7 separate regions of the Mus musculus genome follow, and regions 2, 3, 4, 5, 6 and 7 are each linked to region 1. The links are chromatin contacts, called in public Hi-C and promoter capture Hi-C maps. All regions are on one chromosome and are shown on one strand. The core of a region is the stretch at or near the end of the contact, and the rest is flanking DNA. Distances in the headings are between cores, read along the strand shown.

Region 1 (4,203 bases), core at 645-3,144:
GTTTTCTAGTAGGGCCTAGGGTAGAAAGCAGGCAGGGTCTTTGTCAGAAATAGCTATGGGTTATACTGTGAAGCCTGGACAAAGGGAATGAACTCAGGGTTTGTAAGGTCTCTGTGTCCCATGTGATAAGCCAATAGTTGCCCACATTAAGAACCATAAGAGTTTCACCAAGAGATTAGAAAATCCATTCCAGATTCCTTTTTGAGTTTCTGGCTATACATAAGACTTTTGGGTCTCTGGAAACACTTGTTAAATCCTTTGGTACTATGACATTTTATGTATCTTACGAGTATTCCATTTCATTCAAACAAAGATATATGGACACTTCCTACAAATCCAAAATTCTGGTTTTAAATATTTACTTATTTCATCAGTGAGATGTCTACTGATTCAAAGTTCAGTGCTTTTTATTTTTTGCTCTACATTTTCTAGATTAATCCATGAGAAGTTATAAAGTCAAAGGTTCATTACAGATGACATGCTAACATTTATAAGTGATGAGCATATAATAAGCCTAAAATTAATGAAAAAAAAAATGGAGCCTGACTCCAGGAAATCAACACACACAAAGAATGGGTTCCTTGATCTTCTTAAGGTGGTATACAATTGATCAAAAGACCAGTATTTCTGCCTTAATACAACACAGCATTTAAGTCAGTTCTTTAAGATAGCTGAGAAGGGGGGTGGGCAGAGCAGGCATAAAATACTTTACAAATTATATTTTTTTGGGGGGGACTAGACTTACATCTTTTGCTCCCCCCTCCTTCTGCTATCCAAATGGAAAAATGGAAGAAGAAATAGTATTTTCTAAGGAGGATTCTCTAACCAATCCATCTAGTGTACGATGAAGGCAGATATTAATAGCATCATGGCTAATCAAAAAAACGTAGAGAAATTTTTGTTCTGTTCTCATCCAATTCCCTGAACAGCCCTCTTCACCACCCACAGAAAATTTCCAGGCCTTTAAGACAGCTTTGGGGAAAAGGGTACCCACAATTATGGCTGCAGGACAGTCAATATTGAAATAATCAAAAGCAACAGCAAATATTTTTGGCATCTGGCATTTGCAAGGGTTTCACTACACTCTCCTTAATTAAGGAGATATAGATTATTAACTTGCCCAGAGTTTTTTGTTTTGTTTTGTTTTAACTTATTTTTGTGCTGTTGGTATAGACGCCTGGGCTTCAGGCCTGACAAGTGCTCCATCATCAGATTCCAAGGAAGTCTTTCAGCAAGAACTGAAAATGAAGATTTTTGCCACAACCAACGTTTAATCTGAGAGTTAAGGAAGTTCAAAGTCACTCAACTGATTAGATCACCATCCTTATACACGTTAAGTGCATTTGTGTGGGCGTATGGCCTGCAAAGTGTGTGTGTGTTGTATCTTTAAGTGTATTATTTGACCTTCAGAATTTTATTCAACATGATTTGTCCAGCCGTGGTGGATATTAGGTTCTCGGGTAATCAAAAAAGTGAATGCATTCAAGAAGCCATCATAACCTTGCGTTAAGTCAGAACACATCAAATCAATAAAATGCAGGAGACTTAAACAGAATGAGAGAACTGGAGGTCGGGCCGGGTGGGGTAAGGCGATAAAGTATTTGTAATTGAAGAAAGGTCCTCGAGAAAGAGAAACAAGCTGCATTTAATCGGCGTAGACTTCAGGTCTACGCTGTTCGGAACTAGAGATTTGATTACACTCTACATAAAGTCGGGTTCGGTTCTATTTGCTCAAATCCTTCACGTGCATCATCTCCGAGGAGGCGACCCACACCACCCTAGATTTCCGCCTACCTGGGGTGCTTCCCTATTTCCCTCCTGCACAACACCAGCAACCTTCGACTCGGACCAACTTGGTCGCTGGGACGCCGCCATCTTAGCGCCTCACGTGACTGACAGGAGGGCGTGGCCGGAGCGCCTGGGGCGGGACTTGCAGCTGTCTGACAGCTCGTACCTTTAGTCCGGTACTCCCCCACCCAGTCAAAAGCCGCGCCCTCCAGCCGGGCGGAGGTTGGGCGTGGCGTCGCAGAAGTGCGATCTCTCATTGGCTCCGAGGAAGGCTCAGGGTCAGGGGCCCGCCCCTAGCCAGCCTTGCCTTGTCCTCTGCCAAATTGTCAGCCTGGCCAACCTGAAGGGAACCAGGGGCGGTTCGGGCGCAGGCCTGTTGCTGCGCGCCTTCTTCTCAGGGCGGCTGGGGTAACCGAGCCCTGGTAGTTCCTTCGGCCCGGTCGGTGTGTTAAGGCTGTGGTTTCTAAGGTTCCTCCTCAGAGCCTCCAGCCCGTCTCCCCGGCGCGGCCACAGCAGCACGGGCTAGCCTGCTCTCTACAGTCTTCAGTCCCCATAGTCCACCCTCAAGCCCCGCTTGGAAAGGGTTCAGTTAGAAATATCCCTTTTCCCTGCTCCCCCGAAGAGCCCTGGTCGGCCAGTGTTTTAGGGGTGGATGGTGCTGCGAGGAGGCCAGGCGCGCTTCCGTGCACGTGAAATGCCCAGCAGCGTCTGCCAGACCCGCAACCCCCGACCCTCCAGTCTCCATGTCTTAGGCAAGCCAAATTCGAGAGTTATATAATTTCTAGTGCTGCTGTTTCTCTTGCCCGAGGAAACACTTCATCGCTTGGAGGGTGCAGGACATTTCGGTGCTCTTCTGTATAAGATCGGGGTGTGGGCAGGGGTGGCCAGCGGTGGCAGAGAAATGTCTTTTCTGCAAAAGGAAGGTGGGTAGATTGGAGAGAGACTGAGAAAGGGTGGATGTGGAAGCCAAACAGCTGCACTCTCATTTAGGAAATCGCGGACTATTTGCATAGTGTGTGATTGCATGCCTAATACTACTACAGCGTCTCTGAAAACACCTTTTGGGGAAGGTTTGGTTTCTCCTTTCCAGCAGCCTCAGTGTTTTTCTTCGCCGGATAGGAAGCTGCTTGTTTGCGAAGAGATGGCATGATGTGAATGACTCCAGTGTGAAGAAGTCTGCTTCGCCAAATCATCCTGCATCAAGTGCCCATTGAATAGCACTGTCACTTTAATGTCTCCATGCCAAGGGATTGCCTTCCTTCTTTTCAATCCTCTCAGTTAATACACAGGAGGATCAGGATCTGAGGGGCATTAAGGATCAAGCCTTGGGGGCTTGGAGACCACAGAAGAAAAATAGGAAAGTGACAAGCTGGATAGTGTTTTACTGAGGGGCGAGAAACAGAACCAGTAAATAGAAGGGGGCCTTTGAATCTCTCTTTTGCCCCCAGAAAACTGTCCAAACTCACACACCCCTGAAAAGACTAGAGTAAGACGTTTTTAAAAGTGTTTTTGAAGGGGAAGTTTAAACTTTTTCCTAAAAATTGATGCTCTTTATTACGAACCATGTCGAACATGTATAAATTAATAAGTCAACCGTCCTAAAATTGGTTTGTGCCTTAATTGAGTTAGTTATTGAACATCTAAAAGTGTTGCTGCCTGAAGAGGAGTTTTAGTAACATTTTCTATGCATAAGATAACTTTCTCAGCTTTTAAAACAAGAATATATATTTTACAAAAATTGAAAAACTTGCTATTTTTTTCTTTGAAGACCTTGGGCAGTGTAATGTTTGGTTGTGGAGAAAGGCATCATTTTTTTCTTTATTTGAAATAGAAGACTCAGCCTGGATATCAAGGCTGAACGGTGAAGAGATTTGCAACAGTTAACCTGGTTCCATCTCCATTCAGCTGGATCAAGCAGAGACTGAAACTCAGAGATCTTGAGTCCAGAGTCAGTGGAGAGACCCAAGAATGCCAGTCAAGAAGAAAGGTGGGCTATGAGGTTCATACATAACATATGATTTTCCTTTTTCTTGGCTGTGGTTTTTGTAATTTAAATTGTATTCTATTGCAGGGCAAAATTTTGCCTGGTTTTGAGTAAATATTTACTGCAATGAATATCTGCTCAGTAGTACCTTTTCAGTAATATTTTATTATAGTAAAGTTAAGGTAATACTATAGACATATGTAAATTAATGAACCAGGTAGTTAATGTCACCATTTGTAATCAGAATAGATTCGGTGCTATAGGTTTGGGGTTTAAAGCTCAGTTTAAATAATCTTTTAAAAAGAAACTTGTACAGTGGAGTTTTTCCCCATGAGCTTGATACTTATTGAATGATTATGTAGGTGTAACATAAGGCAACATTTGTAAAATCATAGCTTTATTTCTTATACTTAAAAATAGACTTCATATTT
Region 2 (4,203 bases), core at 718-3,217, 2.4 Mb after region 1:
ACGAGTCAGAACATGCCTTAGGTGTGGTGGGATAAAAAGAAGTTTGGGAGGTTGAGAGGGTGGTGCTTTTGAGGAACACACAAGGTAATCTGGGGTTCGGGATAATTCAGTATGTCATGAACAGAGTGTGTGTGTGATATCCTGGGTTTCACCTCCCACACTGAGAGGGTATATGTGTGTGTGTGTGTGTGTGTGTGTGGGGGGTATGACAGGGTCTAGAACTGAAGTTAGAGAGGCAAGCAAGGCCAAAGAGCTTTTAACCTAAGTTACAGATTTTGAACTTAAAAATATCGGGACAAACAGAAGCTTCTAAAACAAGTGGTGAGTATCTAGGTAAAGAATTTTTCACCCATCTGCCTGGTCTTGGAGGCTACTACTGTCACTGCATGCAGCTGTCACAGGTTAGATTATGGTAGTGGCAGTGTTCAGTGGGGAGTTGGATTTGGATCTCAGGTGTGGGTTCGTGAGAGCAGGGAAAATAGAAACCTTTCAATTTCTGGACTGCGTACATTACTCAGTAAAATACTTTCTCTGGGCAGTCAAAGTCATCTGAAAAAAATAAAACAAACCATCTTTGCCAGCACCTAGCACAGTAACCTGCTGACATAGTTTTATGCCCCCGTTGAAAGTCGAGCCCTTTCCTTTCTGGGTTTTTGGGGATCCGCAGCAACAGTAAAGTGCTGATAAACCTTCGCCAAGGAACATGAAAAGTATTGACTTTCCCGTTTAACCTCGTAGCCGGCGTTTACGGCCAGAAGTCCTGAAATCAATCCATACGGAGTGCAAGGTTACAGCGCCTCGTCAGGAGTCTCTCCACCTAGAGCCCCCCAAGAACTCCTTTTTTCAGCGTCTCACCTGAGGCAAAGGACACAGACAAGCCCGGGCAACCGCTCCGCCCTCCGGCCGCTCGGTCCGCCGCTCTCCAAACGCCAGCAATCGAATCTCCCGCGTCCTCTTCCGCCGGAAGGACCGTCTTGACGGACTTTCAGGAGAGCCAATCAGAAAACGCCCTGCAGGGCGTGTCCCCACCCCACCACCCACCCCCGGGCAAGCGACCCTTCTTGTAAAGCTAGGGGTAGCTGTGGGTTTCGAGGGTCGTTCTTCATCGACTGGTGGAGCGGTAGTTCTCTCGGCGAAGTGCGAGGGAAGCCGGGAAGGCTCGAGGCGTGGGAAGGAGTGGCTTCAGACGGACGCCGAGGGCGTGGGAGCGGATGAAAGTTGGCGCCGCGGGCTGGACAGGAGGGGGCGCTGTTGTAGAGGGAGTCGCCATCGCGGAGCATGGATGGATTACCGAGGCTTAGAGAAGGCTTAGTCTGCGCGCAACACCCAGCGGCCACAGGAGGGACGGGTCGTGCGGGCAATGCGGACGATGGGGGTGACCCGAGAACTGAACACCGGTGGGGCTGCTTAGGCGGGAACAACAGAGGCGAAGAGCCCGAACGGCCTACAAGGAAGGGGGCAGAGCGATCTGTGAACCTCGCTCCATTTCCTGCTACTTGAGGGGCCCAGCATCGAGTCCCTGTACTTGTTTCCTCACCTAAGTAGAGGGGAGAGTCCAACTCCGTCTGGAAGGTTGCTGTTCTGGTTGAGTGTGGGTCACGTGTGTGCCGTCATGCCTGGTGACAATAGACTCACTCTCCCTCCCTCCTCCTCCCGCCCCGTGCCATTATAAGGGATTTGCGGAGAGCTGGGGTGTTACGTGGGACTGAGGTTGCGGGGACAGTGTGATGGTGGCAATAAAGGCGGGGATATGGCATAACCTAGGGTAGCGATAGGGCTTGGGGAGCCATAGATAAGGATGGGGCAAAACCCTGCGTAGTAAAGGCCGACGTAGAGTGTGACCTCAGTGGAGGTGGGCGGGGAGAAGGAGGATGGCGAGTGGCAAGTGTGGAGGCAACGCCTTTGGGGCCAGGAGCTGCCTGGTTTTAGGTTTCCCGGGGGAGGAGCTGGTCTGCAGCGGGCGGAGCTACGAGCTGGGCCCGGCTTAGTCTTTGCGCTTCTGCTGGTGGCTCTCTTTCTTTAGTCGCCCACACTGTGGCTGCCATCCCCAGCCATGGGCTGCCGGGCTCTCCTGCTCCTGTCTTTCCTATTACTCGGGGCCGCCACAACCATCCCGCCTAGGCTAAAGACCCTCGGCAGCCCGCATTTGTCAGCCAGTCCCACACCCGACCCTGCTGTAGCCCGTAAATACTCAGTTCTTTACTTCGAACAGAAGGTAAGCAGAGGCTGGGGAGTAAGGGTTCTAGGTCCCACGTCCCAACCGCCCGCCCATACCTTGCTTGGCTGTTGGAGCACCGCCGCCCACTCCAAAATTCAGACTCTGATACTTAGGACTTGACTTGGTTTTAGTTCACATTTTCTGGAGGGTGGTCTTAAGCCTTAATTATTCGAGTGTTTCCCAACAGAGACCATGAGAAATTTATCCCTCCAGTTCTGGAGGTCCAGGATACATATTTTTAACTCTTCATTTTAGGAAATGCCTCAATCTAAACTCTTTGTTTACCTTGGCCAAAACCAGATTATGGAGACTAACCTTTGACCCCATACCTCTCACCTCAAATTCTTAGGTATGGAGGCTAACCTTCACCTTTAGGTCTCTCAACACAAATTCAGATGTACCCATTACATAAGAATGTATCGCTTCACTAAACTGCTTCTCTCAGCTGAAATGTTACCTTTAGAGGCTAAAAGGTCTGTATCCCCATCTGAAGTGAGTGCAAGGATCAGGTCTCTCTGGTCTTGAACTTGAGTTCACAGTTTTAAGACAGGCTTCTCCAATGCCTTTGTATTTGGTGGCAGCATGAGACCATAGGTCATTACCCTATAGGTCTGAATGAAAAGTACCTGTGTCCTCTGAAATGACAAGGCTATATAATTCTATAGTTCTAGGAGTCTCTGAGGCCTGAATGCACAAGGCACTGGGATTAGAAAGAGTACAGTCGTCTGATCTTGGCTTTAGAAGTCACATCAGGATTCTGGCCTCACTCTGTGATCTTGGACAAGTTACAGTTAGTTTCTGAGCCAAGTTTCTTGGCTTACTGCAGAAGGTTGCAGTGATGACTAACTGAAGCAGCTAAGAACCATAAGCCCTAGCAGAGTAGCTGCCCTGAATAGAAGGTTACCGATGGAGGCATGCTTATTGATGGGACGTTTGACTAGGTAGGAATTTGGGAAAGAGGGAAGACATGGGGTTGTAGAACAATTTAGTTTTGAAGTAAAAAAAAAAAAAAAAAGACCTAGAAATTTAAGTTTGGGTTTCAAAAAAAAAAGAAAAACGAAAAGAAAAGAAAGGAAGAAAGCAAGCAAACATTTTAATTTAGCTGAGGTAGCAGAAGTCTTTCTGGAACGGCCCCTTTAATTTCTACAGCGGCTTATTTGTAAGTTGAGAAGTTGGAGGCAGGACCATGGAGTTTTATGCTTTCCCTAGGAAAACCTTTCTGTGGAGCGAGCTATGGCTGTCTAGCTGAAGTGAAGGCTGTGTTAAGAACTCTAGGACTTCCTCTTTTCTGTAGCTCTGCTCTCCGCCCACACTGTAAAACAAAGCCGAACTCATGGCTTTTTCCTATGGAACGACTCTTAATCCTTGTACTGAAACCTCTTTTACACACATATAATTCTTCATAGCATCCAGTTATTAGCAGTAAAGTTAGAGGGGGAAGCTTTAGTACATACGGTCTCTAAAAATCTCCCTGGGAATACTGCTTCCAGAGAATGCAGGGGTAAAGGGTGGAATGATGCTAATTTATTTTCCTCTCTCCTCCCCCCCCCCCCCGCCGTGTGTGTGTGTGTGTGTGTGTGTGTGTGTGTGTGTGTGTGTGTGTTACTCACCAGTGCACATATGAAGGACAGGAGGATGTGAGGTGCCCTGTGCTATCACTCTCTGCCTTATTCCCTTGAATGAGAGACTGGAGAATGTTCTTATTGAACCTGGAAGCCTGGCCTTCACCCATGGCAAGTGTGGGGTTACAGGCAAGTGTGGAGCCATGACTGACTTTTCGTGTGGGTGCTAAGGTCTGAACTCGGGTTCTTAGGTTTGCATGACAGGTGCATTTCCCTCCCGGCCAATTTTCTTTTTCTTTCTTTCTTTCTTTCTTTCTTTCTTTCTTTCTTTTTTTTTTTTTTTTTTTTTTTGTATAGAATAGAGTTTATTTAGGGGTTTATTTATTTATTTATTAAAGGTGTGTGCCACCACCCTCAGCTTAC
Region 3 (4,203 bases), core at 873-3,372, 2.3 Mb after region 1:
GCTGGGAATTGAACTCAGGACCTCTGGAAGAATAATCAGTGCTCTTAACTGCTGAGCCATCTCTCCAGCCCCCTAGAAAGAGTATCTGAACCTTTGTTTTGTAGTATGGTCCAGGTGGTAATCATGTGAGCCAAGGTTGATGATGACTGAGCCTCTCTTTCATATCATAAGGGTATAATTTGGGTATATAACCTTCCTTTAGGAGCCTACTTTTTCAGGTGTGTGTGTGTGTGTGTGCGTGCGTGCACACACGTGCCCTAGAGTCTCTCTCTCTCTCTCTCACACACACATATGTGTGTGTGTGTGTGTGTGTGTGTGTGTGTGTGTGTGTGTGTGTGTGATTTCTTGCTTTGTTTCTTTGACATCTGGCAAAAATTAGAATAAGTGTGTCAAAGCATCTATGCACAGGCAACAGAGGTAGCCCACTCCCATTTTTCAGTTTCTGACTTACGATAGTGATGATACCTGCTCCACACAGCTGCAGGCCCCCCTGCTATCTTGTGCTCAGTGCTGAGGCTCCTTTCCCCTTTTTAATTTTAGTTTTGAGACAGAGTTTCTATATGTAGCCTTGGCTAGCTAGCCTGGGATTCTACAGTGTAGACTGGGTTGGTCCTGAATTTGCAACAGCTGTCCTGCCTTTGCTTCCTAACTTCTGGGATTACCATGTGCTGCCTTCTTTGGGTTTTAACAGCAAATTTTTAACTGATGTACTGTCTCTCTAAGCATTATTGGGAGCTTAGCATTGATTCTGCTTTAGGCAGTATTAAAAAAGGTTTTGAATTTGAAGCTAGAGGGGGAATAGAAAATCAAAGACTGTCTTAGTTAGGGTTTCATTGCAGTGAAGAGATACCATGACCAAGACAACTTTGATAAAGGACAACATTTAATTGGGGCTGGTTTACAGTTTCAGAAGTTCAGGCCATTATCACCATAGCAGGAGGCATGAGAACATCCAGGCAGGCATGGTGCTGGAGAAGGAGCTAAGAGCTCTACATCTTGATCCAAGGCATCCAGAAGGAGACTGTCTTCTGCAGGTAGCTAGGAGGAGGCTACCTCCCTCACTGGGAAGAGCTTGAGCAATAGGAGCCTCAAAGCCCACTCCCACCATGACACATACCTGCCAACAAGGCCGTACCTACTCCAACAAGGCCACACCTCCTAATAGTGCCACTTCCCATGGGCCAAGCATATTCAAACCACAACAAAGACTCACATATGAAGTGCCTAACCTGTTCAATCCATTTCATTCTACTTCAACTCTTCCTATGCCCCAGGCCTGGTGAAAGTCACCAGTGGGAAAATGAGCCAAGGTTGAATTAGACTCTCAGCTCCTCTAGTCATGAACTATAGGAGCTCAGTACTTTCTTCATGATTTAGAAACCTACTTTATTAAAAATTTAAAACTAAGAATACATTATATCTGTTGTACTATGGACCATCAAAAATGACATTCTTCAGTGGTTCTAGAGAAAAAAGTATTCTCAAAGAAGTAATGCATTTGTCTTAAAAATTCATATTAGTTTGTCTCACCAGGACCACTTAGGTGAAGGAGATAGAGGAATAATATCTTAGCCTAGCTGTGGTAGCACACGCCTTTAATCCCAGCACTTGGGAGGTAGAGGAAGGAGGATTTCTGAGTTTGAGGCCAGCCTGATCTACAGAGTGAGTTCCAGGACAGACAGGGCTTCATAGAGAAACCCTGTCTTGAAAAACAAACAAACAAACAATATCTTAAAGTACTGACAATGTAATTATAAAATTTCAGTTGAATATAATTCATAGTATTTTTGTTATTTAACTTTTCTTGTGCCTTCACGTCTTTATCTGTCAAGTTAAAACTGTCAGCCATGTCTGCTTCATAGGACTGATGTGAGGTTAAATAGTTACTGTTGTGAGGTGGTGCAAATGATGGAGAGCATGGTGACGAGGATGGTCATTCCAGGACCTTGGTTCAGCTAGACACAGTATGTGTCTCAGCACACATTTGCTGAGAGCTGCTGGAGGAGTATAGACAGATACACATAGTTAATGTAAGCAAATTATGGTACATACATAACTCTGTCTAAGAGGAAGAAGGCATTATGGAAGTAGAAATCCGAGGGCCCAGGCCTCTCTCAGGCCAGAGAAACCCACCAAAGGATGTGATGCTTCAGCTGAGATCTAAAGCAGAAGTGAGAGTTAGCTGGGTTGGGGGAGGTGGCAGGAGGCCATGGGCTCCTGTTGTAGCTAGAAAGGTTTGAGGAGAAAAGCAGACCTGTCTATGGTGTTTGGAAGCTGGAGAACAACAGTGTACCTTGTGAGGGTTGTAGCAAGACGTGACTCTAGCAAGAGACAGAAATCAGATGATGGGGAACCTGAGAATGTTCTTGAGGAGTTTGCTTTACCAAGACCAAGAACTGTCCTCAAGACCTGACTTTGCTAGCCATTACAATGCCATGACATCATGCTATGTCTCCATATTGATATTAGGGGATACAGTCATTAGCCCAAAGGCACAGACTGAGAAAATACAACTGCCAGGATTTGAACCTTGGCCTCTTTGGTTTTTACAGTAGAATTCATTTGATCATTGATGCCCTGCGACAGTGTCTGGCTGTGTTGATTTGGAGCCAACTTTTCTATCTCTCAACTTCAGTTTGCTCAAATTACATACAGCATTAGTTAGTATTAGCTTCATGGACTATTGAAAATGAGAAAATATACATAGAAGGCCAACTATAGTGCAAGGTGTGCATCTCATATTCTTGCACAGATGTTTTTCCTTCACAGTTCCAGTGACGTGAGACAGAACCCCATGAGCAGCTGTCTGCATGCTTACTTGGTTGTCAGCTGTCGTTCGAGGACTGTTGAAATCCACGTACTAATCACCTTCCGTGACAGGTCCAGCACACTGTGTTCTCTACCTGCAAGCCTGCTGTCACCGAGGCTTAGGTTTGCTGGCGCAGTTGGCCTCGTGCTTACTCACTTTCCTAGAATCCTTATCTCTAGAAGTCACTGTTTTTCCTTCTCCCTCCGGAGCATATCCAGCCTGTTCCGCTTAGGACAGATCTTCAGCTCTTAGCTAGAATTAGTTTTGAAATTGTCTGTCTGTTGTTTGAGATACAATTTCCTTAGGTAGCTGTTTGGCTTCAAAGTCAACAGTTGCTCCTGCTTCAGTCTCCTGAGTGCTGAGGTTGTTTCTTACTTTATGGTTGATTTTTAAGCTTCCTCATGTTGGTTTTAGGGGCTGATGCCTCCAGGTGATAGAAAAATGGTATAGGAGCTACTCAGGTTACTAATTTTCTCATCAAGCTCTATGGGATGCATTTTGTTTTGTTTTCTTTGCCTGTTTGTTTTTAATCTTGAAAGGCATCCTCGGCAGGGCTGGAGAGATGGCTCAGTGGGTAAGAGCACTGACTGCTCTTCTCTTCCGAAGGTCCTGAGTTCAAATGCCAGCAACCACATGGTGGCTCACAACCATCTGTAATGAGATCTGACGCCCTCTTCTGGAGTGTCTGAAGACAGCTACAGTGTACTTACATATAATAAATAAATAAATCTTTAAAAAAAAAAAAAAAAGAAAGGCATCCTTGGCCGGGCGTGGTGGCGCACGCCTTTAATCCCAGCACTTGGGAGGCAGAAGCAGGTGAATTTCTGAGTTCGAGGCCAGCCTGGTCTACAGAGCAAGTTCTAGGATAGCCAAGTCTACACAGAGAAACCCTGTCTCAAAAAACCAAAAAACCAAAAAAAAAAAAAAAAAAAAGAAAGGCATCCTCTATGTTACATTATAGGAATATTCTTCTTCACACAATTGGAGAAGCAAATGTCTATATCTAAGCAATGTGCCCTTTAATTGATTCTTTCCGTCTACAGAGTAGACATTTACTAAGTGTGACTCTGTTCTAGGGCTAGGAGATAGAGGTGAAAAGCCATTGTCCCCGTCCTCAAGGATAAGGCAGACATTTGAACAAATAAATCTGTATAGAAGTGAAATGCTGGGATGGAGGCATGGTGAACACGTGTCAGTTTGTATTTATCACTATTTGAAGACCAGTAAAAGACTCAGAGACAATGACAGGCTTGCACTGGAAGAAAAAGGTGGAAGGACGATATCTCAAGGGAGGAGAGGATATAGCACAGCTCATGGTCATTAGAAGATGAGTGTTCTTGGAGGCCATTTAGTACCAGAGCGGCAGATAGCAGGTAGTTAGAAAAGGGGTAGTG
Region 4 (4,203 bases), core at 1,211-3,710, 2.3 Mb after region 1:
CCTGCTAAAATCTGAGAAATAAGATGGTAAGATAAAGCTTGCTTTTCTAGATGGCCATTAATTAATATAAATCTGATGTCATTTAGATTTCAAATTTTGAGAGACAGTTGTTCCATTTACCTTAAGCCATGCAGGAAATCCAGCAGCAAAAATCTACGTGAAAGAACGCCTAAACTACGAAAAATTTTAGTTTTTTTATTATCCAAAATGAAGTAAAGATTTGCTCCGAGGGGGACAAAAACCCCTAAAAACTCCCCAAACCATATTTGGCAAATCTAATGGTGTGCCTATCTGTGCCAACTTGAAGAAATGGGGAGTATGGTATTTACCATAATCAAAGAGGAGGTCTTAAAGATACTTTTTTTTTTTTCTGGTAAAATGTTTTCCCTTAACTTTCTAAATATGGAATTTTTTTCCTGTGAAAGTTGAGACTTAATTTTTAGTCTTTCTAAAGACACTGATATTTTTTCCATGCATTTATGGTTGACTACCCACTATAGAGAAGGCTAAAATACTTCAAAGTACTCAATCACGTACAAATTATAGAAGCCATTACATTATATCACCCCCATTTTCCACACTATTTTCACCCATCCTGTTATTTTCTTTCAATAAATCAGTCTTCCACATAACTCAAACGAAGGTTACTGCTCATATAAACAAAGATTCATTAGCTTGAACCATTTCTACATTTCCATCAAAGGACAGAAAGAAAATGGTAGCTATTGGTTCCTTCTGGTACTTACCAACATTACAAGCAGAAGAGCGTAGTATTTCTGAGGCTTCACGTTGCTGAATCCACAAGAATGGCATCTGCCACTTCTGTGGCTGCTTCTCACACCACAAGCCAATCTTTGAAAAAACGTCCTTTTTAAGTACCATCATCTCCATATATCTTTGAAGGTTCCTGTTGTGTTTTGGAAATTTAAAAAGCAGCCTGCCTAGCTTTTTGAAAGGAAGACCTACTGGAACTTTATTAATTTCTAACAGAGGCACCGTATATATTTTCACTGATGCAAACAGACCAGTGCTAGGGATACAATCCAGGGTCTTGACTGTGCTGTGGGAATCCTCACCACCGAGCTAGCCATCTCCTTCGAAAAGCTCAGGAGGGGAAAAATAAAACACTCAAATTACGCATATCAGCATTTTTAACTTTTCAGAGACCCTCAGTAGGTCTTTTGGCATCTTTCTATAGTGAACTTCAGAACCTGAAAAACAAACACACAGTACTGTTTGAGTTACTGGAGAAAAGGTGTTGAGATGCTGAGCAAATAGGCTCAAAAGTTCTTTAAGTATTCTGAATGTATTTTCATCGGTAAGGGTACCAAGTGGTTAAGGGAAGGGGATGATGTGTTAACTAACGTTATCTGCACGAAGATGTCACAACAAAACACATTATTTTGCACAATATAGGTAACAAAAGAAAAGGGAAGTTTTCCACAGTTATCAACTTCGAATATACGCAGTATTTTAGCACAGTTCATTTAGCGTTAGTCGAGAAAGACTGCTCACTTGCAGTCCCTTTTCAATGTCGTTTACGTTCGCTGGTGGGGTAAGAAAGGTTAGGTGCTAACTTCTTTTGGTAGATCCTTCCTTTGTCAGTTTCAGGGCCAAGCTCCACAACCCTTCGCGATCACATTATCTAGCAAAGGATTTCTTTGAGGCCCTTTGCAATTCACGACCGAACGAAAATTCAGTGGTGGGAGCAGGGGTCTGACACCTGAGGAAATGATCATGAGGGATTAAGAAAAATGACAAGGCAAAAAATAAATAAATAAAAATAACCTAGGTTTAGCTCCACTCACAGGGTGCACGCGAGCTTTTCGTCTTACAGGCGCGAGGCCCGTCGTCCCGAGTCCCCACACCACAACAAAGACACATTTTGCCCAGAGAGTCTCCCCAGGAAGTCTAAGGGTTTCTCCACGCTCAGTAAAGCGACTCCCTGTGTCCCGGGGTGGCGAGGCCTTGTGCAACCCCAGCGGGTTGCGGTTCACTCCGACTCGCGATGGCATTTCTGGCTCGACAGCCCTGAAGGTCCCCAGTGTAGCCTCCGTTCAGTCCTAGCCGGTGCGCGAGGCTATCAAGTTCTACATCCTAGCCTCACCATTCTCACCATGCCACCTTTCGGCTCCACGAGCCCCTCGAAACCTCGGCTCGCCGCAGCTCCAGGGCTCCAACATGGCGGCCGGTCCAGTTCTTCTCTGGGCGCTCTGACCAGAGCATCCTGGGTATTGTAGTTCCAGCTGTAGCCTCTACGTCGCTCCCGGACTTCAAAGGACTACAGATCCCAGAGTGCACAGCTCTGGAGCATGGCTATTGGGGCCGCTCGGACAGAGGGATGATGTCATTGCAAAACCCTACTGCATTCATTGTGCTACGGTCTATCCACCCCCCGCCCCCCCGCTGCTGCTGCTGGGCTCGCTATTGCCGCTCGCTCCAGCTGAGCCCTGAGTAGCAGCAGGACCAGGGCAGGGACTGACTCCAGTCCTTGGACTTAGGACACCGCAGCACCTTCTCTTGCGTGCGTGACTCATTCGTATATCATTTCTTTTTATGCCTGGGGTGGGGAGAAAAATCCCAAACCAGGTGAGTTGAAGTGATTTATTCAAATCGTTTTCCCAAGTTATCCCTCCCGCTTAGTTCTCAAGGCTTTCTTTTGAGAAGATGGGGCCGGGAATGGGGGTATGGATTCGGGAGGTTCTCACCGGCGCTGCTAAGAGCTAAATAGCTCTGTGCAATTTGGGTCACTGCAAAGAACAACTCCTGCAACCTGCCCCCGCCAGAGGACTGGTGCCTGCCAATTTCCTTGCTTCAACTCCCTTTAACCTTTTTAAGGCTAGGAGAGGGGGCTGGGCTGGGAAGGATGTTGGGAAGTGCACTTGGAAAACACGAGGAGGGCAAAGGTGGGGGACTGCAGTCCTGTCATTCCACGACCCCAGTGCTGAGGTTTGAGTGGGAAAGGGTGATGTGTGGGGAGAAATGGAGACAGTAATTTAATGTGGCCGTACTTCTTGAGAACATTTGTGTCGCTTGGACTAGCACACACTATTTTTAAGATGAGCAGGTTTCTCTTGAGTCGCTTAAGTTTCGTAGGGCTTTATTTTATGTTTGTATGTTTGTGTCGTTTGTCTCGCCTTTTCCTGCTGATTTGAGGTGACAGTGTCCTTTAATGGTGCACTCCGTGCCAGTCAGAAATATTTCACGTGTCTAGGGAAGGATCTCTTCGGCTGCTAGAAGCTGCATTTTTGTTAAGCGTTTTCATTTTTTTGTGTTCTCCCGACTGCGGGATTCGGGATGGTTTGGAAGTAGAATTTGTGCTTGTGTGAGTGTTTTAAATTACATCGCGATAGGCTCTTGCCACTGACAATGGTACTGTAACAAGCTGCCGTTTCTGAGGCTTAGTCTCCACTCAGAAATAACGGTTTGCAGACGGAATCGATTAGGAACCTGGGTGCTTTCTTGTTCTTTTTCTTTTTAACACTTTAGGGGAAGGAAAAGTTGAATGTTGTGTCACCCCGTTACTGGACTTTAATGAAAGGTATCCAAGGACAGAGAACCTGACCTGGGAAACTAGGGAGCGTGGTAGTGTGCTGTTTGTTTGAATTTTGTTTTCCAACGAACTGACACGTTTAATAAGGCAGGCAACATTCTGACTTGTATGATGCTGGCTCTCCTCTTAAGAGTTACAGGGATGAACGCTGCAATAAATATGTTCCTTTGAGATAAACAGCTGGCTGGCTCCGGAACAGATGGGGCCAGTCTTAGCTGAGAGATATACAACCTTGGAAATGAATGGACTTTGGGTCAACCACACCCCCTTTAGGAATGTCAAAAGAAGGAGAACCGCCAGAGTATTTGCTTAACTCCAAAAGGCTAAAGCTTTTTTCACAGCCTCTGCCAGCTTTAGAGGAAAAGTCATTTACTGTCTGTCTTTCGCTTCTGGGAACCAATTTTATTCATTTTTAATTGAGATGCTCAGGTCTCCAAAGTTGGAGCTGCTGGGTGACACTTTGTTAAATGCTTCATGTTACCGAATGCAAAGGACAGCTTTGTAAGTGGAGGGATTTATTGGGAGCGCAGCGGGTAGTGGTTAGATTTGGGGGAAAACCAGCACGCTGTATTTGCTTCTTCCTACAGCTCTGTAATAGCACTCTGCCCTTCTCTTCTGTGCCCTTCTTTCTTTCCCTACCCAATTCTCAT
Region 5 (4,203 bases), core at 535-3,034, 2.2 Mb before region 1:
TAAAACTCAGAAACTTGCATAACTTAGTTTATAAACTGGCACTGGAATTACACTTCCTGAGCCACACTATACAGTACCATCTCGGAGGCCCAAGGACAAGTGTGTATTGCTTAGAAACTCATATTATCTTATATCACTCAACATATACTAAACTTTGGGGCGTGCAACTTGCACATGTTTCTTGCTGATTCTCCCTAACTGGCAATGACATTTGACAAGTGATTCAACTCTCTAAATCTCCATTTCCTAATATCAGGATGCATTCATTAATCCAAAGTGACCCACAATCTTTGCCATTGACTTTAGAAAGGCTGCTTTAATTTCTTTTTAACAAGTAAGTGTTCTACTTTGATTATGTCCATCAAAGGAATTCCCAGATCCCACGTTTAGCTCTAAGATATGGATCATTTAGTAAAATGTTTCAACAACGACAAACTGTAGAAATTTAGGAAAGTGATGCTATCTGTAATGGGGCCTTTAAAAGAAAATGCTAGCTTAATTATACAATGTCAATTCTTAATCCTATAAAGGCTTTTGAGATCTAGAAGGTGTCAGCTCCTCCCCATTTAGCTCTTGTAGCCTAGTTTCATATGAAAGAACACTCTAGCCCCTTAGTTATCAAGAAGGACCCCTATCAAAGTGTGCCTTCAGGCTTAGAAGCCTGAGTGTTTTTAAAGCAGAATTCAGAGACAGAAGTGGTTTGTTCTTCAACCACATTGCTTCCTCGGACTGCATGTACTCAGTGGAAAAAAAAAAAAAAAAGTCTGCACATAAATATCTGTGATCTGTGGGATGGGGTTTAAAAAGAAACAAAGTGCACAAGCCTACTAGGTCAAAGAGGCTCATCAAGTCTGCCTGGTTCATCTCTGTATTCTCAGATTAGCTCAGAATGATCATGATCCCAGCCAACAACAGCCAGGCAACTCAAAACAGCTCTCACAAGAGCAGGATGCTTCGCTAAAGATTACTACTTAACAATTGCAGGCAAGAAGACTGACAGAGGAGGCAAGGTTCAACTATGCTCCCTTCAGCTCGCCCTTGGGAAAGCCTGACACAGGAGCTCAGAAGACCACTTCATCCTGAGCAAGCTACTTCCTCTTTCTCTAATTCTTGCTTTCATTCTGAAAACAGAAGGGCTTGAGCAATGTGATCACAATGTGATCACCCCAGTCACCCGCAACCCCCACCCCATTCAACTTAATCCTAATAAAGTTCCAGGGAGGGAAAACAAAACAGATTCACCCAACCTGTAAAGGTTCACTACAATTGAAATCTTCGGGTAAACAGGCAGACCGGAAACCAAAGAAAACCCTGAAGATAAAAAGCTAGATTTGGTAAATGGAACAGAAATTCTCAAGACTATCTTAGGTTAGCTAGTAAAGTTTTTCCACGGAGTCAGAAATGCAGGAAAGTGCACCAAAAACAAGAGAAAGAGAATTAGCCTCAGTAGACTTTAAGACTCTTGTCAACCCTGTATTGCACAGGGTAGATTCTATTTTAATCACACTGGCATTACAAAACACCGCTACAGAGTTCTCAGCTTTGGCGTTCCTTGAAAGGCAGAGGTCCCCAAAGGCCACTTTCCTTCTTCCTCCTAGTGGTGCCTGTCCCCACCCTACACTGTCACTAACTAACTTCCTCAGGCCACCTCGTGCTGCCTCACCTAGTCACACCCTGTCCCTCCCTACATCTCAGTCACTCCACGCCCCCGTCCTCACAGCCTCGCCGCTCCTCCCCCACCTCATTCTGTTCTCACCACCCTGTAACCCCGCCCCGCGGACCCTGGGTTTCCGGGCTCTTGGGTATTTTAAGGCGGGAGCCACTAGGGTCGCCTGACTGCCATCGAGTGGTGTTCCAGTTGAACTTGCTTTCTCTGCCATCTGCTCCGCGGGCGCCGTCAGCATGGGTCCCTGGACCCACTCCTTGCGCGCCGTCCTGCTGCTGGTGCTTTTGGGAGTCTGCACCGTGCGCTCCGACACTCCTGCCAACTGCACCTACCCTGATCTGCTGGGCACCTGGGTGTTCCAGGTGGGCCCTAGAAGTTCCCGAAGCGACATTAACTGCTCGGTGATGGGTAAGCGGCTTCCCAGGGTCCCGAGTTGTCCTTTTCTGTCCCTGAGTCCTTGCCTTGGGGCCGGCGTTTCTGGGTGACTGGAGAGTTAAGAGCTGACGAACGGCCCCTTGGGGGATCAGAGCCAGGGCCGCTAAGTTGAATTTGAGCTGCTGAGAACTTCTAACTTTACACTTATTTTCCTGATTATCTCACAACTCATGTTCAAGGAAACGCGCCCCTGGTTTTTTACTTGTTTTATTTGCTTTGATTTCTTAGAAGCGAGTGGAGAACTGCTTTCTTGACCCTTCACTCAGGTCTGACAGGTTCTTGTTTTTAAAATTCAGAGTCTTGACTGCTGAGCTCAGACTCTAGGAGTTAGCCTTTTTTTTTTTTTCTTTTTTTTTTTTTTTCTTTTTTTTTTCTTTTTCTTTCTAATGGGGGCGCTCCTTCTTTCCCTGTGAGGTAGTGGGAAGAGACCACTTCAAACTGGGCCTGTTTTATCTGCTACTTTCCTTGACATTTCTGGACGCCTTGTTTAAGGAATTTCGAGAGATATACAAAAGCTTTTTCCTGTCTCTTTTGTCACATTTTACAGTAGTGTTTGGATATGACGGAAGCAAACGCAATGCCTAACACTTGGCTCTCAGTGAGTATGTAGTAAATGAAGACTGGGGCATTCCACGTGCCTCGGATATAGGAAAACAGTAGTACAGATAAGAAGAGTGACACTTATGGTCTCCCCAGTCAGAGTTGCACAGAGAAACTCAACTCTGAACTGTAGTTTTCTTGTGAGTAGAATAAATGCTGTCATATATCCCACCTCCCCTGCCTCCAACAAGGAGTCATTTACTAAATTCCAGGTGACTGGGTTTAGCTTAATCCTGGGTGGTGTCTACAATTGTTTCTTTTCTAAATTTGAGCATGGAGATGAGGCAGAAGGGAGAGAAAAGGTTTGCATCGCCTTATCATATGAAGTCTCTGATAAGTTATTCCTTCACGGTAAAATGAGCTAATTCAAGCCAGATCAGGGACCTATCTACCTATCTGTCTGTCTATCTATCTATCTATCTATCTATCTATCTATATCTCAGGTTTATTTGGAAACTGCTTTTGGCAGGGGAGGCAAGATCACAGATCAGGGAAACAGCCTTGGGAAGGGAGACAGAGGAGAAGGGGAAGAGATTGAAAGTTCCCATGGAGAGAAGGTCTGAAGATAGAAAGGACAAGAGGCCGGGCAGTGGTGGCACACACCTTTAATCCCAGCACTTGGGAGGCAGAGGCAGGCGGATTTCTGAGTTCAAAGCCAGCCTCGTCTACAGAGTGAGTTCCAGGACAGCCAGGGCTACTCAGAGAACCCTGTCTCGAAAAACCAAAAAAAAAGGAAGGACAAGAGACCAAAATGACTGGATTATATAGGGAAGAGCCTCTGGTGGAAGGGCAGCCCAACCCTTAGGCTGGAAAGTTCAAGGTTTGGTACACCAGGTAGGGACATAGGGATACTGGAAGAACCTGAAGGTCAGGCCTGCCTTGATGTGTAAAATATGCACTTAAGCCCCTGGGGTGGGGGTGGGGGGGGCTTGCTGAAATCCAACAGTCTCCATCTAGCTTGTTAATCTGAAAGAAAGACAGAGACAGACAGAGAGAGAGAGAGAGAGAGAGACTAATGTGTAAAACTCTAAGATGGACACAGCTGAACAGCTGAATAGCCTCTACCTATAAATCTACTTTTGACTCTAATCCAACAGTTAAAGACACACAGAAGCAGAGCAGTGGTGGCACACGCTTTTAATCCCAGTACTTAGGAGGCAGAGGCAGGTGGATTTTTGAGTTCGAGTCCACCATGGTCTACAGCGAGAGTTCAGGGACAGCCAGTGCTATACAGAGAAACTCTGTCTCAAAAAATCAAACCAAACCAAACCCAACCCAAAAAGACCCTGTTATTATGCAAGTTAAACATTAGTACCTATCAACTCAAATTATTTTTATATCTTTGAGGAGAGAGGTAACATTTACGTCAGTGTTCCCCCCCCACCCCCACCCCCCGTTTTTTCAAGACAGGGTTTCTCTGTGTAGCCCTGGCTGTCCTGGAACTCACTTTGTAGACCAGGCTGGCCTCGAACTCAGAAATCCGCCTGCCTCTGCCTCCCAAG
Region 6 (4,203 bases), core at 586-3,085, 2.2 Mb after region 1:
TGAACCCAAGTCACTTAAAGACTTTTGTTTAAAACACACAACCACAAAAGTAAAAATTCTTGGAAACAGATTCTACACCTTACAAAGGTAAATAAAAAAGACAAATACATATTTTATATGTTTTATTCACAAATTTTATAATACCAGTCACACATTTCAAAACCATTTATTAGAGTCAGACCACTCAGTTGTACACTAGACAGAAACCGTCTCTAAACAACATATTGGTGGTTGTTGTTAAAGTGGCCTTTTAAAAGGGGTTCACTCTGCTAAAAGGAGGCTCATCCTGATAATTGCAATCACTAACAACTAGAGAAAAAAAACTAAACCTTAAGTACAAGCTTGAAAAGTAACTTAAAACGTATTAATTGGGAAACGGTTAAGACTCAATATAAACTAAGTTTAACAGTAACTTTACTTAAATAACATATCGCTCCCACATGAATCCACAGAAGAGCAAGACCAGAGGGAAAACAGAAGGTAGCAAAGGACCACTTCGCTCAAGGGGTGAAGAAAAGCAAGCCTTCACTATCAGGGAAGGGAGAAAACGAGAATAGGAAAAGGAGGGACTGAATTTTTCAAAGAAACTTCCAAGTATTTGTTACCCACTGGGCCAATTCTCCACCTACAGGTTGGATAAGACCTCCCCCACACACCCAAACCCCATCCTCAGCCCAATTTTCCTACCATTGGGGCAAAATCAGACCCTCCGAGAGGAGAATAAAAGTTTGATCCAACAGCCCCCACCCCAAAATGGGGCTGACGGGTGAGAGCAGCTGCCTGGCTGGCAGGGAATGGGTTCTCTCCTCTCTTCCCTTTCGCATCATGTGCTTTGCAGGCGCCATGTTGAGCTAACAGGCCGCTGCTCCACTCGGGGCCAATTCCCTATACCCAACCCACCGACAGCTCGCTCCCAGGTCCCCCTTCACCTCCTTCCAACCCACAGAGCACAATTCCCCAAAAAGGACACTGAGGGAAAGCCCCTCCCCACCTTCCCAAGGGCTTAAGATGGTTTGTTTTTTAACTCTTTCGCTCCCCAAACACCAACTGCCTCTAAGTATTTCCCCCATCCGAAAGGCTGTCCCCGATGCGTGGAGCGTGGGGACGTAGTCAGAGGTGGCCTAAATAGGGAGTTGGTAAGCGGAAATGGGGCTCCACCCTGCATCCTCCCCGCTCCCTCCCGAAAGAGGCCCACGCTCCCAGCCGGGGCCAAAGACCAAGCCCGAGTCGGGGGTGGGGGGTTGGAGAGGAGGAACTCCGTCCCCCTTCGGATGGAAGCGAGACCTGGGATGAGGCTGACACTAAAATCAAGGAGTATTAGAAGAATAGGAGGCTGCGGGGTGTATAAAAACCTTGGCGGTTTGGGCCTCGATGAGAGAGACGATCTCCTTGGCGAAGGGCAGGTTCTCCTCGGCTAGAATGGTCAGCATATTGATGTGCGGTTTGCTATTGAAGGTCAGGTCTTCCAGCGACGACTGATAATCCCGACAGGCGTCCTCCCGGGCCCCCGCAGCCCCGGCCTCCGCCGGCGTCTGCTCTGACATTGCGCCGCGGCCCCCCTCCGAGGTCCGCCGCCGCCGAAGCTGAAGCCGCTCGACACCCCGCCTCCCTTCCGACGCCTCGGCCTCGCTCCCCGGGTCTCCGGCGGCTGCGGCTTCACCACATGCTGACCACGGAGGGGGGATGGGGGACGACCCAGGGGGAACCTCGGGGAAGAAACGCCGCAGCCTCACGGGGAATCTCCGTCCGCTTCCAGCCGCCGCCGGGGCTTCTTTCTCCACAGACACAAAATGGCGGCGGCAGTGGCGGCTCCAGCTCCGAAAATGTCTGTGTTCCCAACCGCTGCGTCGTGCGAAATGAACTAGGGGAGGGGAAATGTGCGGTAAGGGGCGGGGCCGTTGGAAACACCAGGCGGGATTGGCTGGCCCGCGCGTGTCACAGGCCCCGCCCCCGGCCCTTCCGCAATACGTCCAAGCACCGCCTTCTTCCTCGGTCGAGTCTCGGCTTTCGCAACACCTCCGGCTCGGAGACGCGGTGCAAAGGACGGTCGGCTCTCATTGGCCAATTCGTAAGGGACTGTTCGGTCATTTGTTACCATAACAACCCATCCAGGGAAGCCAGTAGAGGACGGAGGCTCCAGAGGACCGGCCCAACCAGTTTATGAAAGCTGCACCAGGCCCCTTCCTATGCACTCCTCCAACCACTGGGCGACTCCATCAACCATCCTCCTCCCGCTTGCCTCCTGGGTGCGGGCGGGGGTTGGCATGAGCTGGAAGAGCGAAAGCCTCCAGTCAAGGCCAGTCGCCCCGTCTCAGGTGCTCCCGGGAGCCTGGGCGGGGCTCGCTGAGCCAGCTGTCCCTCAGGCATTAAGGCGGAGACGCCTGCCCTACCCGGAATCCAGACTGGAGTAACTCCTGCTAACTGCCACACTCATAAAAGCACCTAGACAGGCTTGCAGGAGTTGAGTCCCCAGGAAAATGCTTTTATTAGGAGGTGCTATGTGAGAAAAGCTTTCCCAGAGGAGCTGGAGATCTTTTGAAGAAGTCACATTTCTGGAAGGGTATTCACAATAACCTAATAGCACTCACCTCTTCAATCTGCTACATTTCCAAATGGCCTTAGAATAAATACAATATCTGAGCCATACTTGATGGCTCAGGCCTTGAACCTCAGCCCTCAGGAGGCAGAGGAAGGTGGATCTCTTGGAGTCGAGACCTGTCAAGTCTAAATGTCAAGTTCCAGTCCAGCCAGGGCTACTTAACGAGTCCCTATCTCAAAAAAACATAACACTTAATCCCAGCACTAAAGAGACAGAACGGAGATCACTGATTTCAAGGACAGCCTGATCTACAGAGTGAGTTCCAGGACAGCCAAGGCTACGTACAGAGACCTTGTTTAAAAAAAAAAAAATACATCTGAGATATATGGAAAAATACCTTAGATTTCTATAATCTGGTTTTTAAGATACACAAAACAAATAGTTTGTCAGAGCCTTAGTGAACTATGAAGCACAGTGGAGGGATAGTTCGCACACACACATACACACACAAACTGATGACACGTCCACTCCATGCTATGGTTAAAGGGAAGGCTTTTATTGTAGATATAAAGAAAGAACTGCCATGGCATCTGGAGAATCCAGAGCAGAGAAAAAGATAAACCGAACACGACCATCAGACCATGGCCATGGATGTCTTTGAGAGAAGGGAGAATAGCGGCGGATAGACGACAAAGATGGTAAGAGAAGGAAAAGCAGAGCAGAGGAAGAGAAAAAAAAAAAAAAACCAGCAAGAATAGCAGGGTTATAAAGAATGAGGAGCTGGCAGAATGGAAGCCTGTGGGCTGGAGGGAGGTTAGGGTACCTGAGGAGGAGAAAAGGGCTAGGATGCTAGCATGCACTTTGAAGACTGTAACAGGTATTTGTGGTACCAGGGAGCCTGAATGCCAGCATTTGTGTGCTTTGATATCCTGATAGGCACCAACGTAACCACATATGTCTTTTGGACAGAGGGGAATTGGTTTCACAAGTTCCTGAGGAGTGCTGACTTTTATATAACTGCCAGAAATCCTCCTACAATCCAGACTGAGCCCATTTCTGGATATTTAAACTGCCTTTTGGAGTTTGAGGAGTTGGGGTTTCCTTTGAATGTGAAAATTTGGGGATGGTTTGGTTTGGTTTGAGAAAGTGTCTCACTGTGTCCCTGGCTAACCTGGAACTCTCTGGGTAGAGTAAGCTAGCCTCAAACTCACAGCATTTTGCCTGCCTCTGCTGGGATTAAAGGCTTGTAACACAGTGCCCAGTACTACTTTTAGATTTTGTTTTTTAAAAAATAATTCCTCAGTTTGGTAGATATATTCATATTCTCTCTCTTGTCCTCATTCTCTTTCCCTCTCCCTCTCCCATGCCTCCCTCCTCCCTCCCTCCTCTCTATCTCTTCAATACTGGACATCAAATCCAGGGTGGCATACATCCGGGCAAGTATATTACTGCCAAGCTACATCTTTAATAAGTCCATATCATATCTTTTTTCAGTTTCCAAATCCGATTCTTTTTTTTAATTAGGTATTTTCCTCATTTACATTTCCAATGCTATCCCAAAAGTCCCCCATACCATCCCCCCCACTCCCCTACCCACCCACTCCCACTTCTTGGCCCTGGCATTCCCCTGTACTGAGGCATATACAGTTTGCACAACCAATGGA
Region 7 (4,203 bases), core at 942-3,441, 2.1 Mb after region 1:
TGACAGGAAAAGGTTGTGTTCTTAACTAAAGCACCAAATGTGCACATGGCATAAAGGCTTAATAAGGAGGCATTTCAACTGGGATCTGACTTTTATGAAGAAGTTGATCTAATACATTAGAAAATTTTCTCCAAGCTTCAAAAGCATTGTATGCAAAGGCCACAAATAAGAACGGGATTAATAACTTGTGCCTGCTCACTCTAACCCTCTCTTTGGGTCCTATTATCTCTGCTTACTAGAAATCCTTGAAAACATGTTTGAATCCTACTTCTCCCATCTTTTCTAAATTCTTTTATTAGTGTACATTCACTGTACACATGATGGGTTTAGTAATGGCATTCCTTTTCAAAAGTATAATGACTTTATGCTTGTTTAGTCCCCATTACCTGCTCCTGCTACTCTCCCCTTTCTCTTTCCTAATAGTCCCTCCCCTTCTATTTTATGCCTTACATATACACACCGCTAGATTGCACATATGAGGAAACACACGGGATGTTTGTATTTGTGTATCTGCCTTACTTTGCTTAATATGATACTCTCCCGTTCCCCCACTCCCACCCCAATGTCATGAATTTGATTTCCTTTTTTAAAAAATTATGTATATGAGTACACTGTAGCTGTGTTCAGACACACCAGAAAAGAGCATCGGATCCCATTACAAACGGTTGTGAGCCACCATGTGGTTTCTGGGAACTGAACTCAGGACCTCTGGAAGAGTAGTCAATGCTCTTAATGGCTGAGCCACCTCTCCTGCCCTTGATTTTCTTTATAACTAAATAAAACTCCATTGTACACATAATAATTCTTATTCATTTGTTGATGGGCACCTAGGCTTTCTCTATAGCTTGGCTATTGCAAATATGGCCAACATCCCACTCTCAGCTGGACTAGAAGATTAATTGTTTAAAAACTTACATGATACTAAGATATTACTGTTTCCTTATTCTCTACCTTCTCCTGTTTTTCTATTACAAGTTCTTGTGAAAAAATATAAAAGCAAAATTCTGGGCCTTTAGGCCCAGGCTTGGGAATGTGACTCAATGCTCCAAGGTATGCTAGTCATAAAACAGACATTCCTCTACCCACCGCTTCCTGGGTTCAAAGAGTGTTCATTCAAAGAAAGTTACCCTGACCCCCCCCCCCTGACCATTGCTGGAACCCGCTATGCAAATGTGCCATTGTTAGGGGCTCTTAGAAACTGTCTTGAGAGATAACCCGAACAATTACCAGGTATTCCTTGTGACTCTTGTGACTTTGCACTTCCTTTTGACTCTTAACTGGTATCTTTGGTATTTTCCAACAATGCCTTCCCCACTTCCTTGAGTTGTGGTTTCTTCCTTTAAATACCCCCTTACCCAGCTACTTGGGGCGCCAGGGACCTCTACCCCTGCGTGGTGTATTACTGTGGTCCCGAGAGCACTCTTGAATTAAAAGTCCTCTTGCAGTTTGCAGCAAGACCGTTTCTCATGCGTGATTTGGGGTGTCGCCTCTCCTGAGTCAGAACGTGGGGGAGTCCTCATGTTGTGGGTCTTTCACTTGGAGAGCAGAAATCCTTATAATCCCCACATAGCCTGGGAAAAAAATCCTGTACAGTAAGAACTTAAATTGTTGTTGGAATTCTTTCTTTGTTCTTCGAATTATTAATCTTTAAACCTAGCTGGCATTCAGATATTTCTGAAAATGAAATTGGAAAATATTTTAAAGTCTAGAGTGCTTCGCTTGAATACCAGGGACCCACCTGGCAGCCCAGGAGAACTGTCTCTCCTGTCTCTGTCCCTAGTACCCACGACAGAATCATTTTAATTTCCTTCTATGTGTAATCTACTAAAGTGCTTGCTGGTGGGAACCAAGTTTTGTTTTTAATGAGCTTCAGTGCTTGAAATGGTGGCTGGTGGGTAGCTGATTCCCACAAAGTTGCAATCTGGGTAAGCGACAGACTAGTTAGTACATTGCTTTCAAGGTTTTACCAGGTGGGGCAATGACTTTGGTAACTGAAGTTGGAGAATGTTAAATCATGAACAATGCCGACCCAGGAAATGGAGAATTTTCGTTTCCCTGAAGAAAAGGCCTAAAACAGTTGGTCCTCCAGTGCACCAGAGGGCCAAGCAGAGAGACGCGAAACTGCAAGTGTGTGATACGCTTTGGACTTCCACGGGCACTGGTCGATGCTACAACGCGGTCTCATCCCCACAATCCTCAGCAGCAAGGACTGCGGGTCCCATGATGCTATGCTGCTACGCTGGATTCGGTCTGGGAAGCTTGCTGCGGGACTAACTCGCCGCCCGCAAATGGGCGCCAGAAGGTTCTCCAAGACCCCGCTTTCTTAGGGCGGTAAAGGCGGGAAGAGATGGGAAAAGGGCGATGTGCTAGGGGGATAAGCTCTGAGTCGTGTTAAGTGTGGCTCTGTGAAGAGGCCTAGCTTTGTAGAAGAAAAACCTCTCAAGTAGGTGCTTTGGTGACAGACCGGAAACTACATTTCCCAGCATCCTGATGGTGAGAGGACTTCATTGTCCGAAAGCCTCAGCGAAAATCAACGCGTATTCCGCTTCCCCTTGCTGACCTGCGGGGCTCCGAGACTATGAGGAGCCGCTGGATTTGGCGGTTCCTGCGCCCTGACGGCGGCGGAATCCGCTGGACTTCAACTCCTCATGGGCGTCTGTCACCCGCCCTGCGGAGAGGTGAGACGAAGACTCGCTCAGGGAGAAGGTTCGGGCGGGTGTGCCCGCTCAGGCGTCCGCGAGAGTGACACACCCCCTGCAGGGCCCCGCCCACCCGCGCAGAGCCACCCGCGAGCTCCGGGGATGGTGGGTCTTGGGCGTTCCAGACAGGGTCTGGCTGGAGGGCTTCCTTCCTCCTAGACCCAGCCCCTGCGGACCTGCGCCTCCTCTCGGCTTGAGTTGGTGGGGGCGCGGGGCGGGGTTCCGTCTCCATTTATGAACTCTTAGGTAGTTTGCGGGTGTTCTGATTTACAAATCACATAGTAGGGTTTTGTTTTGTTTTTTAAGTGTCCTGGAACCTATGCGTTTCCAAACACTTTGTTAGTCTGTATATCCTGGAGAATATCTTACTTTACTCTGAGAACTATTTCCAAGGCTTTTTTTTATACTTGTGCTTTTCAGTTTTTCCGCCGTAAAAGGCATCCCAACCTCCACATTTCGTTCTTCCTGGATCTGTGTATGATGATAAACTGAGTTATTCAGTACCCAAAAACACTTCTCCGCCCTCCACACTTGTGTGGTTTTGTTGTTTGCCACTGTTTTGTTTTCACCCTGTTATTTAATTGTATTTGTTCCGCTGACTTTCAATCAAGGCTGCCCTTGCAAGGCTACTGTTTAGCTGCTAGAATTAGTCACATCTTTGAATCCATATTTAGGTAGTTATTATAAATACACATTCTGGTGGACTTTTCAGAAAAGGGTGGCGAGGTGGGTCCACTGGTAGAAACTTGTGCTGCACACAAGCATAACAACACAAAGTTGAACCCCCAGCCACTTCCAGGTTCAATAAAAGCTGCCCTATCAAAGACTTAGGAAGGGCATGACAGAGCAGGATACAAAGACCTCCTCTGTTCTCTCCTTAGGTATGTGTGCCCTCACACACAAAGGGGTAGCATTGTTTTGAATCTGATGAAATAATTCAAATCTCAACTTATCTGTGTACTTTTACCAAAAATATAACACCCCAGAAAAATGTTAATATTTTGGTACAATTTTCAAGTTATTCCACTTGAAGTCTGGTTACTCTTGAGGAAATCTTGTCTCCCCTTAAAATTAGTGCATGGTTTGTGTCCCTGTTCAGTGTAACAAGTATTTACTGCTTACTATAGACAAATGTCAATAGTCTAGCAAATTTGAAAGTTGGTCCTTATCCCATGGAAATACCACAGTATAGTTATTTTCAAGTAGATGGTGAGATGCAGAGGAAGCCGTGATTTGTCTACGTTTTTGTCGATGGTGCTGCAGTCTTCATTTGTTACTATCCACACTTAGCAGTACATCAGAAACACTACAGATGATTGATTCTTCTAAGTACAGATTGCCAAGCCTTATGACCAGAAGTACTGAATCAGTCCTCAGGTGGAGAGGAAGCATTTTTGTTAGTTCATTTAATTTGCCAAGATTCTCTGAAGCAACATATACATTATGCCACTAGACTATAATGTAAGAATATGTTCTTTGGAGTTGTTAGTTTGAAATGAGTTTC

The links. Promoter capture Hi-C pulls out the DNA fragments that hold promoters and counts their contacts. Hi-C and Micro-C count contacts between places; a contact is called where the count stands out from the background. Capture Hi-C pulls out chosen DNA fragments and counts their contacts.
Region 2: a contact with region 1 is called in a promoter capture Hi-C map of liver, with 5 times the contacts expected there. The contact joins the promoter of Prcp here to the promoter of Tmem126b in region 1. A contact is called at or near these places in 7 of 39 promoter capture datasets (the 3T3-L1 cell line, the C10 cell line, embryonic stem cells and 3 more), 1 of 484 Hi-C or Micro-C datasets (LSK cells), 5 of 115 datasets of contacts at active chromatin or transcription factors (the NIH/3T3 cell line, astrocytes, embryonic forebrain and 2 more) and 2 of 9 other capture datasets (adipose tissue and liver).
Region 3: a contact with region 1 is called in a Hi-C map of B cells, with 6 read pairs. The contact joins the enhancer-like site here to the promoter of Tmem126b in region 1. A contact is called at or near these places in 2 of 39 promoter capture datasets (both in liver) and 1 of 484 Hi-C or Micro-C datasets (B cells).
Region 4: a contact with region 1 is called in a promoter capture Hi-C map of liver, with 3 times the contacts expected there. The contact joins the promoter of Rab30 here to the promoter of Tmem126b in region 1. A contact is called at or near these places in 7 of 39 promoter capture datasets (the C10 cell line, cranial neural crest, embryonic stem cells and 4 more), 1 of 484 Hi-C or Micro-C datasets (cardiomyocytes), 2 of 115 datasets of contacts at active chromatin or transcription factors (differentiating embryonic stem cells and embryonic stem cells) and 2 of 9 other capture datasets (adipose tissue and liver).
Region 5: a contact with region 1 is called in a promoter capture Hi-C map of the C10 cell line, with 4 times the contacts expected there. The contact joins the promoter of Ctsc here to the promoter of Tmem126b in region 1.
Region 6: a promoter capture Hi-C map of liver shows a contact between it and region 1, with 8 times the contacts expected there. The contact joins the promoter of Pcf11 here to the promoter of Tmem126b in region 1. A contact is called at or near these places in 6 of 39 promoter capture datasets (the C10 cell line, cranial neural crest, hematopoietic stem and progenitor cells and 3 more), 1 of 115 datasets of contacts at active chromatin or transcription factors (stem cell-derived neural progenitor cells) and 1 of 9 other capture datasets (adipose tissue).
Region 7: a promoter capture Hi-C map of liver shows a contact between it and region 1, with 2.5 times the contacts expected there. The contact joins the promoter of Ccdc90b here to the promoter of Tmem126b in region 1. A contact is called at or near these places in 6 of 39 promoter capture datasets (the 3T3-L1 cell line, the C10 cell line, cranial neural crest and 3 more), 1 of 484 Hi-C or Micro-C datasets (CD4 T cells), 1 of 115 datasets of contacts at active chromatin or transcription factors (astrocytes) and 1 of 9 other capture datasets (liver).

Annotation. Positions count from the first base shown.
Region 1 is chr7:90,474,101-90,478,303 of GRCm38.p6, forward strand. Tmem126b (transmembrane protein 126B) reads right to left here and starts at 1,895. Exons shown (of 5, transcript NM_026734.2): 1 at 1,795-1,895. The coding sequence starts at 1,875. It also overlaps a transcript of Dlg2 not described here.
Region 2 is chr7:92,873,286-92,877,488 of GRCm38.p6, forward strand. Prcp (prolylcarboxypeptidase (angiotensinase C)) reads left to right here and starts at 1,968. Exons shown (of 9, transcript NM_028243.3): 1 at 1,968-2,215. The coding sequence starts at 2,054. It overlaps Ddias (DNA damage-induced apoptosis suppressor), which reads right to left and starts at 962. Exons shown (of 6, transcript NM_001355126.1): 1 at 856-962. It overlaps Gm40448 (a long non-coding RNA gene), which reads left to right and starts at 4,103. Exons shown (of 2, transcript XR_869796.3): 1 at 4,103-4,203.
Region 3 is chr7:92,815,264-92,819,466 of GRCm38.p6, forward strand. The region is part of intron 1 of Rab30 (RAB30, member RAS oncogene family); the gene reads left to right. Among named protein-coding and RNA genes, the nearest start is that of Ddias, 57 kb to the right of the region's middle. Within about 2 kb of position 2,123, at least 28 of the 459 cell types and tissues checked have an H3K27ac peak or open chromatin away from gene starts, as enhancers often do. A contact at or near this core is called in B cells, where this site is marked.
Region 4 is chr7:92,739,254-92,743,456 of GRCm38.p6, forward strand. Rab30 (RAB30, member RAS oncogene family) reads left to right here and starts at 2,461. Exons shown (of 5, transcript NM_029494.2): 1 at 2,461-2,589. It overlaps 4632427E13Rik (RIKEN cDNA 4632427E13 gene), which reads right to left and starts at 2,206. Exons shown (of 2, transcript NR_015510.1): 1 at 1,809-2,206; 2 at 1,453-1,723.
Region 5 is chr7:88,276,301-88,280,503 of GRCm38.p6, forward strand. Ctsc (cathepsin C) reads left to right here and starts at 1,785. Exons shown (of 7, transcript NM_009982.5): 1 at 1,785-2,074. The coding sequence starts at 1,903.
Region 6 is chr7:92,668,077-92,672,279 of GRCm38.p6, forward strand. Pcf11 (PCF11 cleavage and polyadenylation factor subunit) reads right to left here and starts at 1,836. Exons shown (of 16, transcript NM_029078.3): 1 at 1,353-1,836. The coding sequence starts at 1,544.
Region 7 is chr7:92,558,958-92,563,160 of GRCm38.p6, forward strand. Ccdc90b (coiled-coil domain containing 90B) reads left to right here and starts at 2,192. Exons shown (of 9, transcript NM_025515.3): 1 at 2,192-2,678. The coding sequence starts at 2,579.